2 separate regions of the Sus scrofa genome follow, and region 1 is linked to region 2. A link is a contact called in public HiChIP or PLAC-seq data. All regions are on one chromosome and are shown on one strand. The core of a region is the stretch at or near the end of the contact, and the rest is flanking DNA. Distances in the headings are between cores, read along the strand shown.

The links. HiChIP or PLAC-seq counts read pairs in DNA pulled down with a chosen protein or histone mark.
Region 1: a contact with region 2 is called in an H3K27ac HiChIP or PLAC-seq map of skeletal muscle. The contact joins two enhancer-like sites. A contact is called at or near these places in 1 of 5 promoter capture datasets (liver), 20 of 47 Hi-C or Micro-C datasets (alveolar macrophages, brain, embryonic fibroblasts and 12 more) and 1 of 2 datasets of contacts at active chromatin or transcription factors (skeletal muscle).

What each region holds. Positions count from the first base shown.
Region 1 is chr13:136,760,263-136,765,790 of Sscrofa11.1, reverse strand. MYLK (myosin light chain kinase, smooth muscle) reads right to left here. Exons shown (of 34, transcript XM_021070234.1): 23 at 2,956-3,109. Among named protein-coding and RNA genes, the nearest start is that of HACD2, 71 kb to the left of the region's middle. Within about 2 kb of position 1,255, at least 25 of the 83 cell types and tissues checked have an H3K27ac peak or open chromatin away from gene starts, as enhancers often do. A contact at or near this core is called in omental adipose tissue, skeletal muscle and subcutaneous adipose tissue, where this site is marked.
Region 2 is chr13:136,709,894-136,715,348 of Sscrofa11.1, reverse strand. All of the region lies in intron 13 of MYLK (myosin light chain kinase, smooth muscle), which reads right to left. Among named protein-coding and RNA genes, the nearest start is that of HACD2, 120 kb to the left of the region's middle. Within about 2 kb of position 2,433, at least 16 of the 83 cell types and tissues checked have an H3K27ac peak or open chromatin away from gene starts, as enhancers often do. A contact at or near this core is called in omental adipose tissue, skeletal muscle and subcutaneous adipose tissue, where this site is marked.

The DNA of each region.
Region 1 (5,528 bases), core at 6-2,505, 52 kb before region 2:
CCAAAAATACCCATCTGGCCAGAGGCAGAGCCAAAAGGGCATTTGAAAAAGACTCCAGACACTCACTCCAAGGGCCCATGATTGTCCAAGCTATTGGGCCAAACAAGATCAAGAATGCATCTTGCTTAAGCCCAAGCCAAGTGTTTCAAAAGGAAATCTCCTGCCCTTAAAAATCACGCAAGTTCGGAGTTCTCATCGTGGCTCAGTGGTTAACTAATCCAACTAGGAACCATGAGGTTGTGGGTTCGATCCCCGGCCTTGCTCAGTGGGTTAAGGATCCAGCATTGCCGTAAGCTGTGGTGTAGGTCACAGACGTGGTTCGGATCCCGCATTGCTGTGGCTCTGGTGTAGGCTGGCGGCTACAGCTCTGCTTGGACCCCTAGCCTAGGAACCTCCATATGCTGTGGGAGTGGCCCTAGAAAAGGCCAAAAGACAAAAAAAAAAAAAAAAAAAAAAAAATCATGCAAGTTTCAAGCTTAGATAGTATTGGGGGATTTCTGGGTATCTGGGATTCATTCTCTCTGCTTTGTTTTTCTTCTTTAAAGATATGCAAAGCAGCCTGTTTTTCTTGTGCTGGACTAGTGGCAGGAAGGAATCCACCTGGGTCCAGCTTCTCTCCTTCCAGGCTGAGGCCGGAGCCGCGGGGGTGGGCAGAGGCCCCGAGCATCACAGATCCCTGCACCGCCTTGGCAAATATAATAATAATAAGCCTTCAAAATAGCTACACATCACTCACTGAAACTAACTGAGGGGAAGGTTGGTTTTTATCCTTATTTAAAAAAAAGGAGTCACAGACTATCTGAAGAGAACGGGATCCTTTAAAGAACATCCAAGAAGAGAAGTTGACTGCTAATTAGTGGAAGTTGGGTTAAACCAGCCGTATTTAATAGCTGGCTTAGAAATGGATGCTCGAAACTGTCCAGAGTAGGCCACACGATTCCTGTCTCATTCCCTTTCCATGTTACATCTACTTCATCAACCCTGATAAGACAGTAGACAGATGTCCCTAGAGACATGCAGGTAAATCTGGGCTTAATCCAGCTTGACTTTGGACTGATTCTAAATCCCCGGGTTCTGAATGAATGTGGCTTTGCTGTGTCCATCAATGCGAGTCCTCATTTTATTGAGCAGTTCTATTCTTAGCTCTCTGAGGGGGAGGCAGACAGAAAGCCCTGCCCCTCCATTCCATTCCCCTCCCAGGACGGCATTTAACATGTTGCTCCTGCCAGCTGGCGGGCAGCCACACCGATGGCCCTGTCAGCACTGGCCGAGGAGAATGAGAAACTAAACCATAAAAGGCTACAAGTGCGGCCCGTGTAGTGGTGGTGGTGGTGGTGGAGGAGGGAGAGAGGGTGGCATCCTGCAGAGGGGCCCCAGTGGGGGCAGGGGGCACTGGACACAGAAAAGCAGCTCCAAGGAGTTGACCCCTGATTTCCCCCGCGCGGGGGTTGGGGGGGGCGGGGGGCTGATGAGAGAGAATGCCAGGGAAAACTGGAAACCGATACCCACTGGCAGGTGGGGGCATGGGGCCACATCGATACTTTGGGTACAGGCAAAGTGTAACAAGCTGGGTCACTAGCACCAACCCCCCACCCCCCAAAATGTTCCCGACTCCTCAGGGGAAAGGATTAAAATAAGCATCCCAAGTCACCAGAGAGTGAGATGCCTGTCTTTTGTAGGTGAGAAGCCTGTTCCCTGAGCACCTGGTCCACTGGCCTTCCCAGAGACAGAACGAACTCCTGACCTGGGGGAAAGGCTTTTGTGTACACCACCTACGAAGGCTCACAAGGTGCACAAGGCCCAGCTTTCCATCCGCCGCCCCTTCGCTGTCCTGAATGCCTGCCACATAGGGGGACAACGGACTGAGCAGGGCGGATGGCAGATGGCCAGGCAGAAAGCTAGTTTGAGATTTCAGGAGAGAGTTGCCCAAGACATGAGAAACACAGTGACTGAGTGAGATGGAGAGGAACAGGCAAACTTGACAATCGGGCTGGTGACAGGCTCTAAGCTCAGTACTGGGATGTAGGAGATAAGAAAAAGGGAGTGGATTTGGGATTAGGAGGGCACGGTGACCTCAGAAGGGCAGTCCCAGTAAGTAATGGGGCCTGAGCCCAAGGCTACGGGCAGCTGGAGATTGTTGCCAGGGAGGCAAAGAAGCAGACTCAGAGCCGAGACTGACCCTTTTAGAGGGTTTGGCCCTGTCGAGAGCAGGAGAGAGAGATGCGAGGGCGGCCAGAGCAAGAGGAGATACTGCAGGAGTTATACCTGCCTGTGTGCTTGGCCAAGACAGGAGAGCCCTGGGGAAGTGGAGAAGTGGAAGAGAATGGGTATGGGGGTTGGAGCCCTCGAGAGCCTGGGGTCTAGAGCCCAGGGGAAAGGTGGGCCGTACGTAGAGCCTGGAGGGTGGAGTCAGCACAGGGATAGAGAAAGAGATGCCTGTGGGGTGGGGCCCCCAAGTGGAGCAGCTCCGTGCCTGATGCCTCCTGCTGCTCAGAGATGCGAGAGGCCAAGGCCTGCAGGGTGGAGGCGGGGGCGGGTCTTGAGCAAAGGCTGTGACACTGACGCCTCCGCTGAGCACAGTCTGTGGGTTGATGCCATTCTCCTGCTGTGCCCCAAACTCAGGCACAGTGGCAGTAAAGTTGAAAGGCAGCATGGATTCAAGGTGAGGGTTTGCAAGGGGACCGGAGGTTGGGGGCAGGTGTGGACCTGGGGGAGTGGGATCACGGGTGCTGGCTGGAGATCTGGAGTCCTAGAGTTCAGGGTCTCCAAAGGCTGGAGAGGCAGGCACTGTGTGTGCAAGGCCTGCGAAGCCCTTCTTGACAAGCATGAAGGGCAGCAGCGGTGTGAGAGCAGGGAGTGGGAGAGCGGAGGGAACTCGAGCTGGAGGAGCGACCCCGTGAGATAAGGCCCCAGGTCCAGCATCCCACCTGCCCTGTGCCCTGTCCCCCCACTCACCCACAACAGTGAGGTTGACCTGGGCCTGCCTGCTGCCCAGCTTGTTCTCCACCAGCAGAGTGTAGCAGCCACAGTGCTCCTGGCGCGCGGCCCGGATGGTGAGCTTGCTGCCATTCTCACTGTTCTCCACCTTGATGTGCTCACTCTCCTGGATCTGGGGGCAGAGAGTGGGGCAGGTGCTGGAGACTTGAGCCAGGAAAGAAAGGGGGCCCCGACCCGCACTCTGCACCCCCTAAGGGATGCAGCAGCACGAGTTGTGTGGGGCTGGTCGAGGCTGGAGGGCCTCCCCCTAAGAGCCCTCCTGTCCTGCATGCAGCATCAAGGTGCCCCAATGGGGTCCAGATGGAGGCAGGCAGGCAGGGTGCTGAGCAGGCGCTGGGGGTCAGGGGATGAGCTATCGCTTGCCGCTCCACACCGGAAGTGAGGTCTGGAATGGGATGGGTGGTGAGAGAACACGTTTGATCAAAGTCACCAAGCCCACACGTGGCTTTTTCTGGCCTCTTCTCTGCTGCCTGATACCATAGCCACCAGCCACACGTGGCTTTTCAAAGTGTAGTTAATTGAGTCCATATCCCAGATGTCCACTGATGGATGAAAAGATACAGGAAATGTGGTAGATCCAAACCATGGAATATTACACGGCCATAAGAGGAATCAAGTATTGGTTCATGTTACAACAGGGGTGATCCCTGAAAGCATTATGCTAAGTAAAAAAGCCCAGATGCAAAAGAACACATATTATATGATCCCTTTTTTTGTTTTTTGTTTTTTTTTTTTGCTTTTTAGGGCTGCACTTAATGTCATATGGAAGTTCCCAGGCTAGGGGTTGAATTGGAGCCATAACTTCTGGCCTTGGCCACAGCCACAGCAATGCCAGATCTGAGCCACATCTTTGACCTACACCACAGCTCATGATAACACTGGATCCTTAACCCACTGAGCAAGGCTAGGGATTGAACCCCCAACCTTGTGGATCCTAGTCAGTTTCTAAACCTACTGAGCCACAATGGGAACTCCTATATGATTCCACTTACAAGAAATACCCAGATTAGGCAACCTCATAGAGACACATAGTAGGTTAGAGGTTGCCAGGGTCTGGGGGAGGGGGAGAAATGACTGCAAATGAGTCTGGGGTTTGTTTTTTGAGGTGATAAAAATGTTCTGGAATTAGAAAATTGTTATGGCTGTACAACCTTGTGACTATATGCATATTCTAAAAGGGTAAATTTTATGATGTTTGAATTATATTTCAAGAAAGCTGTTAGCACAGTTTTTAATTAACTGAAATTTAAATCTCACTTCCTCACTTGTGCTAGTCACATGTCATATGCTCAATGGCCATATACAGTTAGTGATTTACCGTACTGGATAACAGAAACAGAAACTTTCACTGCAGAAAGCTCTGTTGGATGGAGCTGAGACTTGGCTAAATGTCTGTGGAAAGGGTTGAGATTCCAGAGTTCCTGTTGTTGGCTCAGGGGAAATGAATCTGACCAGTATCCGTGAGGATGCAGGTTCGATTCCTGGCCTCGCTCAGTGGGCTAAGGATCTGGTGTTGCTGTGAGCTGTGGTGTAGGTTGCAGATGTGGCTCGGATCCTGCGAGGCTGTGGCTGTGGTGTAGGCCGGCAGCTGTAGCTCTGATTCGACCCCTAGCCTGGAAATTTCCACATGTTGCAGGTATGGCCCTAAAAAGCAAGAAAAAGGTTGAGATTCCATCTTCCTTCAGACACCACTAGCCCAGACAGGACCCAAGCAGGCGTGGGATAAGGCTGGCTCTCTTCTTTATCTTGTGAGGCCAAGCCCTCTCTCCTTCCCTGTACTAGCCTTAGGACGTCTCTGGGCCTTAGGACAATTTGAATGGGTTGGAAATGCAGCAACAGAGGCTGCAGAAGAAATCCTCACACCTTCTGTGCAGTTCCCGAGGCAGTGCCAGCTCAATGTCCCGGGGCCTCTGCTGATCAGGCCCATGGGCACACGCTACCAAAGTGGGATTGAAGGAATGGCAAGGAACAGGCTCTAAAAACTGACTGTTTGGAAATTCTAACATTTCCCCGTAGGGCTGTTGTTATAAAGGGTAGTTGGATTTCTGGGTCAGCGAGCCAAAAGGCTGTTTAATGGACAATTTATCAACTCATATCCTTGGCTTCACTTTTATCTCTCCAGCATGTGGTGAATTTAAGCGGTTACCACAGATAGGGTTCAGTGAGCTGGCATGGAATCACAGAAGGCTCCAGAGTCTGAGAGGTCACTTAAGGTCCCTGGTTCCATTTTTTCTGATTCTGAGGAGAATTTCTAGATGGATCAAAATCAGGTGGGGGCCAAGGGTGGTTTCTATTTTTCCTGTCATACTTTCCTCGGTTGCACAAAGTATAAGGCAGGTGTTCTTGCCAGAGGAAAGGATACTTAGAACTCAGATTTGGTGGGTGGCTGACAGGTGGGTGTCACCTGTTTCTAAGGCGCCTGCGATGAACCCCTAGGATGCCGCCTCTGTCACAGCATTTCCCATGCCTTTCAGCCCAGCGTGGCTCCGGAACTTGTACGGGTTGTTTGTGGGCCCCTCCCCTCTGTTACT
Region 2 (5,455 bases), core at 1,184-3,683:
GCTCCATTACCGTCTCCTGAGATTTTAAGCACCTCGAAAAAGTCAAAGACACTACATCATTAAAATGACTAAAAGGAAAGACTGATCACCTAAGTACGGGTGCTGGCAAGGAATGTGGAGCAACTGGAACGCTCCTATGGTGCTGGCATGAGCGCAAAATAGTACAGACCCTTCTGAAAATTTTGGCTTTTAAGTTTAACTTCTTAAAAAGTTAAACATACATGGAGTTCCCGTCGTGGTGCAGTTGTTGGCGAATCCGACTAGGAACCATGAGGTGGTGAGTTCGATCCCTGGCCTTGCTCAGTGGGTTGAGGGTCCGGCATTACCGTGAGCTGTGGAGTGGGTTGCAGACGCAGCTCAGATCCCGCATTGCGTAGGCCAGCGGCTACAGCTCCAATTTGACCCCTAGCCTGGGAACCTCCATATACTGTGGGTGCAGCCCTAAAAAGACAAAAAAAAAAAAAAAAGTTAAACATGTATTTACCATCTGATCTATTCATTCTACTCCTGGGTATTTACACACCAGAAACGAAAGCACACGTCCATGTAGAGATGTGTACACAAACCTTCATAGCAGCTTGGTTCCTAAGAGCCCCAAACTGGAAACAACCCAAATATCCACCAACAAATGAATTGAGACAAATTATGACACATCCATCCTATGGAATATTACTCAGCGCTAGTGACAGACACAAGAGGGACAGTCTCACAAAAATTAACCGAATGAGAGAAGCCAGGCACAGAAAGAGTGCACACTGGGTGATTCCCTTTATCTAAAAGTCTAAAAAAAAATTAAAAAATAAAAAAAAATTTAAAAAAAAAGGGAGTTCCTGTCGTGGTGCAGTGGTTAACGAATCCGACTAGGAACCATGAGGTTGCGGGTTCGGTCCCTGCCCTTGCTCAGTGGGTTAAAGATCCAGCGTTGCCGTGAGCTGTGGTGTAGGTTGCAGACGCAGCTCGGATCTTGCGTTGCTGTGGCTCTGGTGGAGGCCAGTGGCTACAGCTCCGATTCGATCCCTAGCCTGGGAACCTCCATATGCCGCGGGAGCAGCCCAAAGAAATAGCAAAAAGACAAAAAAAAAAAAAGAAAGTCTAGAAGAGGCAAACTACAGTGACAGGAAGGTCGTCGGGGAGAGGGGCTCAGGGAAGCATGTGGGGGTGATGGAGATGTTCATTTCCTAAAACCATGTGATGGTTTCGTGTGTGAAAGTTTCAAATTAAATGCCATAAATATATGCAGCATGCTGTATAAGTTGTTTGTATATTTTAGATAAGCAATGAGATCCTGCTGTGTAGCACTGGGAACTATATCTAGCCACATATGACAGAGCCTGACAATGTGAGAAGAAAAAAGAATGTACATATATGTATGTGTGACTGGGTCACCTTGCTGTACAGCAGAAAATTGACAGGACACTGTAAACCAGCTGTAATGAAAAACATAAAAATCATTCTATAAAAAATAAATAAAACCCAAGATGTATAAAAACAGGTATATATGCAGTGTGCGGTAGCCAGATCATTTCACTAAAAACTGGGGGGTGGGGGGAGCTCTCTGGGAGAGGGAGGGGGTATACCAGCTAGCCACTGACAAAAACTAGAACTCTGGGTTCAGGGCTGCTGGCCACCCATTCCGTTCTCTGGGGAGATGGGTTAAGCTGGCTTTCCCTCATCCTTGGGCTCCTCTGCAAGCCGGGCTCTGAGCTACCTCACGTGAGCTGAAGCGGGAGGGGCAGCAAGGAGGCCAGGCTGGGGTCTGTTTCCCACCAGGACAGGCCTCCCTGCTGTCCTGTCTCTGACCGTGCCCTTGGTCCTGCAGGCCAGGTGGCTCTGACCAGCCATCATTCTTATTTAGCTTTTTTGTTTTTGTCTTTGGGGGTGAGGGCACAGTGGGGACCAAGAGGGCTATGGTATCTCTAGGCTAGGCTCTGCGTTTGAGGGGAGGGACTGCCGTATTTGGAGTCCTTAGTGCAGGGGCCGCACAGCAAATTTTCTCCAGGAGGCCTGCAGCCAGTGGGGTACATTTCCAGGCTGCTCTTTTCCTACCTGGAAAGGCCTGACTCCAAACTGGCCACTCAGTTGTTACCTGCTGGCTCTGAGGGCAAAATATGGCCCACCGTGGAGCACGACCTGGGAGGCTAGGGGACAAGTTCCCCCAGTGCGGGGGCTGTGTGAAGGGCATGGGGCTGGAGAGCGAGGGGTGGCAGGGCCCAGGAGCAGAGGCTGGACTCTCAGAGCCGTCCTGCCCCAGGCCTCCATCTCACTGCCTTTGACAGAGGGGCCACGGGGCAGCCTTGGCCTTGACAGAAGGCCCTGGGCATGCACTTGGGGAACCCGGTATTGGAAAGGCAGAGATCGCCTTGCTCTGCCTGGGCTGCAGTAGCCAGGAAAGCAGGCTGCCTCGGGAGAGTTGAGGAATTTCCTGTTGCACAGATTGAGAAGGCTTGAGGACAAAATGTTTTTGCCTGTCCTGAGCCCTTGCTGCTCCCTCCTCTGCTATCTCAGCCAGAGTCCCCAGTCTCTCAGAGCACTTTGCAGACAGGCCCTTATTGCAAGTGCTGCTGGAACATCAAACACCCCAGCTCCCTTTCCTTCGAGCCAACAACCACTCCTCTGCCCCCACACCGGGGTCTTCCTATGGCCCAGCTTCCTGACCTGGTCATGCCTCCCATGTGGCAGCACACTGGTTCTCTGAAAGCCACTGAAATGTAGGATCTGAGGCCAGGTCCTGGTTGTGGACAGGTCACTGTCTCTCTCCAGCTCAACTTCCTTATCTGTATTTAGGGTAATAATAGTATCATCACAGAACCTGGGGGTTTTAAAAAGGTGAAAGGCGAAAAAACGTTGTCTGACTCTCTGTCATCAGTGGTGGCATGTGTGTGAGGCTGGCATGGGAGCTGACTCACACCTACCCACTGGGCTCAATTACCTGGTGGGTTTATCAGCAGTAAAAGAACAAACAGAGGGGTTCCCACCATGGCTCAGTGGGTTAAGTACCCAACTAGTAACCATGAGGACGTGGGTTCCATCACTGGCCTTGCTCAGTGGGTTAAGGATCCAGTGTTGCCATGAGGTGCAGTGTAGGTTGTAGACATGGCTTGAATCTGGCATTGCTGTGGCATAGGCAGGCAGCTGCGGCTGCTCCAATTCAACCCCTAGACTGGGAACTTCCATATGCCGTGAGTGTGCTCCCCCTCCCCCAAAAAAGAACAAACAGGGCCTGGGCCCTCACCCCAGGATTATTGTTTTTTTTTTTCCCCGCATCCATGGCATATAGGAGTTACCAGGCTAGGGATCAAACCTGTACCACAGCAGCTACCCAAGCCACAGCAGTGAAAATGCTGGGTCCTTAACGCAGTGCGCCACAAAAGAACTCCAAAGCAGACTTTTTTTTTGTCTTTTCTAGGGCCGCACCTGCAGCATATGGAAGTTCCCAGGCTAGGGATTTAATCGGAGCTGTAGCCGCCAGCCTATACCACAACCATAGCAGCATGGGATCCAAGCCACATCTGCGACATACACCACAGCTCACAGCAATGCTGGATCCTTAACCCACTGAGCAAGGCCAGGGATCAAACCCATATCCTCAAGGTTCCTAGTCAGATTTGTTAATCACTGAGCCACGACAGGAACTCCGCTGACAGACTCATTTTTAAGTGACCCAAGGGAAATACTGTTAGGAATACAAACGTGTGGCTTAAAAATCTCATGGATAAATCTAAAGTACATCTAAAGTAAGTTTAGAACAAACTTTCGCTGCCCTCCCTCCAAGAGAGGGATGAGGGAGAGTGCCTGAACCTGTGCGAACTGCCCCAGGCAGGCATTTACTTCCAAAGGCGCCTGTCGCCTCTGACCCTGTTCCTTCCTCCTGAGGCCCCACGGCAAGAATAGAGAGAAGAGAGAAGAGACTGGGAATAAATGTGCAGATGCACCTGTTCTCAGGCCTGCTGTTTTGGGTCACAGGGACCAGAGCAGCTGTCACTTGGGCCAGCCAGTGGCTGAGTCGTCCATCCCCTGCATTCCATTGCCCCTGTGCCTTCATGGGGTGAGCAAACAAGCGCTACAAACACATTCTGTGCTGGTGCTGGGATTCGGGAGCCAGTGAGGACGGTAGATTTGGGGCGAGCAGCTTCTTTTAGGCAACTTGAGACAGCAGCCCTCACTTGAATCCCAACACCCCAGTCCCAACCCCCTCACCCCACTTTACTGGTAGTGAGACCAGGGCACACTCATAAACAACTTGCTAAGGTCCCAGAGCCAGTATCAGGCAGGCCCGGAGCTGACACCCAGGCCTCCTGATGGCAGGGCCAAGCTGTTCCAGAAGCTGCCTCTTCCACGGAAGCTAGCCACCTCCAGGGGCACCTAGGCCGAACTCTCCATGCGGACAAATGTCCTGTGCTGACCCCCACCCTAGGCCCTTGACAAGGGGGGAAAGCTGAGGCAGAGCAGGGGAAGCCAGAGGAAAAGGGCAGGACATGTGTATTTCATTTAATTCCAAAGCCACACGACGTACTCTGGCTCATCTGTGGCCGACAGACTGTGAGTCAATTTCTGTTCACTCTTACACGGACTTGATAAAATAAGAAGACACAAACGGAGACAGGCATTGTGAACTCATAACTCAAAGCTCAAGCCCTGTGAGCTGAAGCAAGTTCCCCCACTTAAGCCTTGGTGTTGTTTCCTCTAAGCTGATAAGAACACAGTTATTGCCAACTCCTGACGGTCATGCAATAGCAATAAGGGTACTGCATATGTCGTCAGTATAATGCACGACAGATACTGCAGGGTTTTCAGATGCGTGAGAGAAAGAACACTTGTAAAACAGCTATAAGAACATCTGGCACATCATAAACACAAGGATAAATGCTCTGCACCTTTCCTAATCCAACTGCCTGTTTTTTGGTTGGGCAAACTCATTCTGACAATCCCCAGGATGAGAAAAGTCTTCCAAACCAGGGGTTTCACAGCTAGTCAGGCAGATATCTGAAAGGTCTCGGCTGCCACTGAGACGACATTGTAACAATTCCTTACCAAGTTCAGCACTTGGTGATTCTAAAGGATTCTAGGGAATGTCCGCGGCTCTCAGTGCTATTCTCAGCACCCCAGGAACGCAGACCGTGGCTTTATTTTACAGCGTTGGAACTTGAGTCTCAGAGGAAGAAGCGGGCCTGGCCCGAGTGATGACATGGCCAACAGGGTCCTGGTCTGGACGTTCCCTGTCTCCTGTCACCTAGATTCCCCTAGGAGCTTTCTGTCATTGCTTGTGTCGGTGCCCAGGGTCACTGGTTCTCCTAGAGATTCTTTCTTCGGTTGTGCTTTAGCTGTCACCTGGCACAGCCCTGGTCTGAGCTAGGGTAGGAGGGCCGGGGTCTGAGGCGAGAGGCCCCCAGTGGCCACGGTGCCACAGGGAACCTGAGCCTCCCTCATTTGGGGAGGGCAGGCACAGGCCCTGGTA